2 separate regions of the Bombyx mori genome follow, and region 1 is linked to region 2. A link is a contact called in public Hi-C data. All regions are on one chromosome and are shown on one strand. Each heading gives the region's core, a stretch centred on a gene start, on an enhancer-like site or on the middle of the called end of the contact. The rest is flanking DNA. Distances are from core to core; before and after follow the strand shown. Region 1 has its middle 18 kb from the start of LOC101744292. Region 2 holds the start of LOC101743862 (cell adhesion molecule Dscam2).

Evidence for each region. A called contact is a pair of places that touch in the nucleus more often than the background predicts.
Region 1: a contact with region 2 is called in a Hi-C map of middle silk gland, with 1.5 times the contacts expected there. The contact joins the enhancer-like site here to the promoter of LOC101743862 in region 2. A contact is called at or near these places in 2 of 7 Hi-C or Micro-C datasets (middle silk gland and whole pupa).

Annotation. Positions count from the first base shown.
Region 1 is chr19:6,630,354-6,633,450 of ASM3026992v2, reverse strand. No RefSeq gene overlaps it. Among protein-coding and RNA genes, the nearest start is that of LOC101744292, 18 kb to the right of the region's middle. Within about 2 kb of position 1,815, at least 1 of the 8 cell types and tissues checked has open chromatin away from gene starts, as enhancers often do.
Region 2 is chr19:6,569,323-6,572,022 of ASM3026992v2, reverse strand. LOC101743862 (cell adhesion molecule Dscam2) reads left to right here and starts at 1,363. Exons shown (of 38, transcript XM_062673973.1): 1 at 1,363-1,694. The coding sequence starts at 1,579.

The DNA of each region.
Region 1 (3,097 bases), core at 566-3,065, 61 kb before region 2:
AGTTCTGAGGGTCGTGACCTTTACTGAGCACTTTTGTCAGGACTTTGTTCTTCCATTCACTTCTGTCCTCCGCGCAGTGGATAGCGACATTGATGCTGGATTCCAAAGTGGTCTTAATCTGATCGGACCAGCGCATGGGACTACGCCCCCTAGGCCTCTTTCCTTCCACTTTGCCGGTGATGAGAAGTCTTTCGAGATTGTCACCCTTTTTTCTCGCAACGTGACCGAAAAACTCTAAGATCCTACGTAGGCAAATGGTGGAGAGTCTTAAGGAGACGCCTAGTTCTTCCAGGATTGATGCGTTTGTCCGATGCGCCATCCAGGGAATCCGCAGCATTTTCCTCCAGCACCACATCTCAAACGCGTCGATCCGACTTTGATCAGCCTTCTTCAGAGTCCATGTCTCCGCCCCATATAAGAAAATAGAAAACACAAGACTTGTTACAAGTTTACGCTTGGTTTTTATGGAGATGTTTCTATCGGACCAGATGCTATCAAGCTGAGACATGGCAGTTTTTGCTATCCCGATACGTCTTCGAATCTCAGGCTCGCACGATCCAGTATTCGCAATCATGGAGCCCAGGTATATGAATCTTTCTGTTTTTTCAAGATGCAGTGACCCCGTGTGCTCCAGTTTGTTCATGCGGTCTATTACCATCACTTTTGTTTTGGATCGGTTAATGGCAAGACCAAGTTCGAGGCTAATTTTTTCAAGCTTGCTCATGAGAGCAGCCATCTCGCTTTCATTAGCCGCGAGAAGAGTGGTGTCGTCGGCGTATCGGAGGTTGGTCAATTTTACTCCACCAATGGTAACTCCACCATCCCAGCCTTCACAAGTCCGTCTCATGATATACTCTCCATAGATATTGAAAAGGACTGGAGATAATATGCAGCCTTGCCTTACACCCTTCCTAAATTTAAAGGGGGCAGAGATTGTTTCCTCCACTCTAATGATTCCCTGGTTATTAATGTACAGGTTATGTAACAGTAGGACCAGATGTTGCGGTACTCCCAATTCTGCTAGTATTTTCCACAGGTGATCCCATTTGACGTTTGACATTTGACCCATTTGATTAGGTATAGCGGACGAAAAACAGTAATTTTCTTATGAAAGTTGGTACATCTGAATAATGTTTCTTACTATTAATTCCGGTTTGAAGAGTAGGAAAAGCGGCTTTTCAAACATAGACTTTAACCTCTTGTCCCGATGGGACATCTGATAGCAACATACTAAGGCTACCGCTTTTCGAAAGGTGGGTCTGACTTTCTTTACTATTCGTTCATTAATAATCGATTTCAAAAAATAAGAGTTTCTCAATTCGATTGCTTTATGTGTGTTAACTCAATTTTTTTTAGGTATCCTGAATTAGGTTATTATTTTTTATTTGAAAGAATTACTTCTGACGTGGTCCAATTTATATCAAGATCTGAAAGGTAGTTTGGGCTATCCTTAATAATGTATAAATGTAATTGGATTCGACAACCTTAATGATATTCTCGTTTTATTTTGTTGAAGTCACTTTTCTATTTTGTTTATTTTTTGTATGCTCTGATGTGTTTAAATGAGATGTTAATAGTTGTTTCGTATACACACGTGCATGTTACGTTGATGCGGGGCACATGCACGTGCCAAACACGTGTTCGCGAACGACTTCAACGATAAAGTAATAATAATATCCTGTTATAAAAATCAAAAACAAAAAAAATAATATTGGAAGAGCGGATTGAAACGCCGCTCCTGCTATACGCCAAGTACAGGGTGGGCCAGAAAGGCGTGCGAATTTCAAAATCACATTACTCGCGGCAGGAAAGCGGGAGCGGGGTGCGGGTAATGGGGATAGGTTCCTTGGTTCTCGGAAATTCAGTTGCCATGGAGCGTTTTACCGGTGAGCAGCGTGCTTTTTGTGTGAAAGCGTATTACAAAAATGGCGATTCGGGCACTATTGCGCGGCGTTTATTTCGTTCTAAGTTTAATTTACATGATTTAAACCAATGTCCGAGTGAAAGTGTGATCAGATCGTGGGTCAGAAAGTTTGAGTCTTCGGGTTTGACATTAAATGAAAAACCTGCGGGGCATCCAAGGTCTATAAGAACGGAAGAGAATGTAAGCGAAGTCGCGGTGTCTGTACGGCGCGATCCCCAGCAGTAAATTCTGATCGCTACACAGCAATGTTACGTAACTTTTTCTTTCCACAACTGCATAATTTTGAAGCCTATAACAGCAGGACCTGGTTTCAACAAGATGGCGCGACATCCCATACATCCAATGAGTCTTTGGCAGTTGTCAACGAAATGTTTAATGGAAAACTGATATCGCGTCGAGGGGACATTCCATGGCCTCCCCGGAGCCCAGATCTCACGCCACTAGATTTTTTTCTGTGGGGATACCTCAAGAGTCGCATTTACGCCAATAAACCGACGACAATTTCCCAGCTCAAAGACAATATTCGCAAGGAAATGTCCGATATCCCACGAGCGATGTGCCAGCGAGTTTTCACGAATTTGAGGGCTAGATTGGAAGAGTGTGTACGTGTAGATGGCACACATCTCAGCGATGTTATTTTTAAAAAATAAAATTCCCATTTGTAATCTTTATTATAATTATATTTTTTCTTTCCTGAGCTTTGTAGTTTTTTTTATATTATTTTTTATAATCCGCTCAACTTTATGGCCCGCCCTGTATTTTCTCCCATAATTGCAGCTTAACGAAGCCTACGATAACTAGTTATTTTTCAATGACTAGTGAAGAACATAACTACTGAGTTAAATTTTTTTATTGCTTAGATGGGTGGACGAGCTCACAACTCACCTTGAGACATAAGTTCTAAGATCTCAGTATAGTTACAACGGCTGCCCCATCCTTCAAACCGAAACGCATTACATATTCACGGCAGAAATAGGCAGGGAGGTTGTACCTACCCGCGCGGTCTCACAAGAGGTCCTACCACCAGTACAACATATAATGTTAATCAATCATTTTTTTATAGCACATCAATTAAATTATATTAGCGTGTCATCCAAACTGCTTAATAAGCTAGGTGAAGCATGACATTGCAATGGAATTCACATTAATATTCAGTACCTAAGTATTGTAAGC
Region 2 (2,700 bases), core at 114-2,613:
TGGGCCGTGAGCTCGTCCACCCATATAAGCAATAAAAAAATAAAATAGAGTCCCTTCTTTATTTCGCCGTAAAGTCGTGTTTTATGTAATTAACACCACAGTTGAAACAATAGAAATTTTATTGTTGTAGCGGCATAAACAATTCTAAGTTATTATATTAGTTATTAAACACATCAAAAATTATTTTTACGTTTTTAAATTTTCGGCGGTAAAAAGGTCCCGTGTCACAGACTATATTCTTTTCCCACCTCTCGTGCGTTCCGGCTTAGGCATCATAAAAAGGTGCGTTCTTAAACGCCACACTTTTATGCTGTGCATCGGCAGATGAGCTCAAGAGTCGACTGATATTAAGTCCACAAGAGTCCATGAATAGCGGAAATATACTGACTCCGATCCGGTATCAAACCTTCTTCTTTCTTCTTCCTCCGTCGTATCCCACCAGGTGGGATCGGCACAGCTGATTTTTCTCTTCCATTCACTTCTATCAGCCGTCATCTCAACACTCACTCCTCTCTCTCTCTCATAACGTCATTCACACACTCCATCCATGTCTTCTTTGGTCGACATATACCGATAAATATACTATAAATATATAATACGCTCAATATACTTAAACCGATGGTATAATATAATGGGGACTGAATAGACCAGCGAGGCGATCAATAATTATAAGCCTCTTAATAAAACAGGCAATGTAACAAACAATGAAGGCACGTATAACGAATTAAACTATAATAACCACTATGTTAACACCGAGTTAGTGCCGACATTGGTTCCGGTCTATTTTACCATGAAAGTTTTCCACGCGCGGTTAACTCAACAGTGCCGCCTTCTAGGCGTTTTGGTCGGGCGCTGTTATCTCAGTTGCTCACTAATTTAAATCCACGAATGAATATTTAATAGCCATATCAAATAGGAACTCGGAAGTCTGAACGAAAATTGTAAATAAAATTAGCATGCAGTCATGATACTACGAGCGGTCGGAAATTATTGTTTCTTTGACGATAATATAATTAAAACTGTTTAAGATAATAACAATTAAATACGGTGATCAGTTGTTAAAACAACATTAAGACATTTATCGAAAAAATGTACCTAAAATATCAAAAGTGTATGATTTTCGATTAGTAGTATTTTTATAATATATTTTAGGCTGAAAATAAGATCAAGAAGTCCGGAAAACTTCGAAGGAGACGCACGAACATGCCGCGCGAAAGAACGATGAAAAACAAAATGAAATTACGGTTTTTACCGAATTCGACGTCTACCCCTTCGGACTTACGCTACGTAGGGGTTGGGGCGGAGCGGAGGCCGGGGGGGAGGGAAGAGCGACGCAGCCTCACTTCCAGCAACGATTACTGATTAGTGTGGCGGTGTGTGCGGCAGGGCCGGCCGCTTGTTCTCGTCTGATGCCGCCGCCGGCCCGCCACGAGCCTTCTCCTCAATGAAGTACCTTTCCTTGAGTAGCAGTCGAAAGTCTAACGTGATCGCCGGCTATCCCTCGCGCGTGCTATCACTGATAGTAAACGAACAGCTGATCGGAGGCCGCGTGCTGCCGGTGTTTCTACACGCCTCTACATGTGCTCCGATACTACAAATACTACGCTTGTGCTATCATGTATATGTACTTTGTGGTTGACGTTCATGCCGCGTTTATCAAAACAGACTTCGTGTTTCTTGTGTGACAATTCAAGGTGAGTTCATTGAGCACCAGTCAAAAGTATTTCATGTTTAAATTTCAGTACTCATTTATAATAAGAAGGAAAAGATAACAAGGAATAATGTGTTTTCTAATTTTGAAAACGCCAAAAAGAACTTTTCTCAATTACGCCTTCATTAAGCGTAACGGCGGCGTCTTAATTATGCTATTCCGGCTCGCTGCGAATATTTTCAGGAAATACCAGTATTGTTCCTAGTTGGAGACGTCAAAATTATTTTAAAATATTGTATTCCGGGATAAAGAAGGACTAAACCAATAACGTAGTTATTCAAACTTTGTAATGGTCAAATATGTCTTTCACTCAATGTTAGGATTCGACGTTCATTCATGTTTTCGTTCAACATATGCCATAAATATTCATATGTCATAGAGTCAACACTTTTGTGTACGCTGTACTGTTCAATATATTATTTTCGAGTGATGGAAGCGTTATTTCACATCCCACATTAGTGCAAATTTATTTCTTCATAAGAGTTATTAAATTACTGTTTAATTATTAATTAAAGATCTGAATATCGCTACACATTTTCTTTCTGAGGATTCGTACAGAGTACTCTTGTCGCATGGTACACGGGGCACTCACGTTATGCGGCCCATGAGTTTGGTAAGGCCTCTTTTTTTCTTACCAAAGATGATGGCCTTGAGAGGCCATTTCAGCGTAACCCTAACAAATAGATGAGCTCGTGGGGCTCAAACCTGACGACTTTGCTAACACTAACCCTAGCGAGAGCAGTGCTTCGCAAAATCTACCGCCGGATCGGAAACGCGACCCACTGAAAAGATCCATCGAGAAACTCAGTGGCCTGTGTCTGTGGGTTAATTTACTCGCGGAGCCCTTTGTCGCAAGCGATGGGTTCGACGAGAACGATGACCTGTGCTTGAGGTACCTAAAAGCATCGTTAATGGATTGCGAGTATCCGAAATGACATGTTTTGGGGAAGGGCTCAATAAAGAGGTGTCCAGAAAGCTCGTTTACAGCA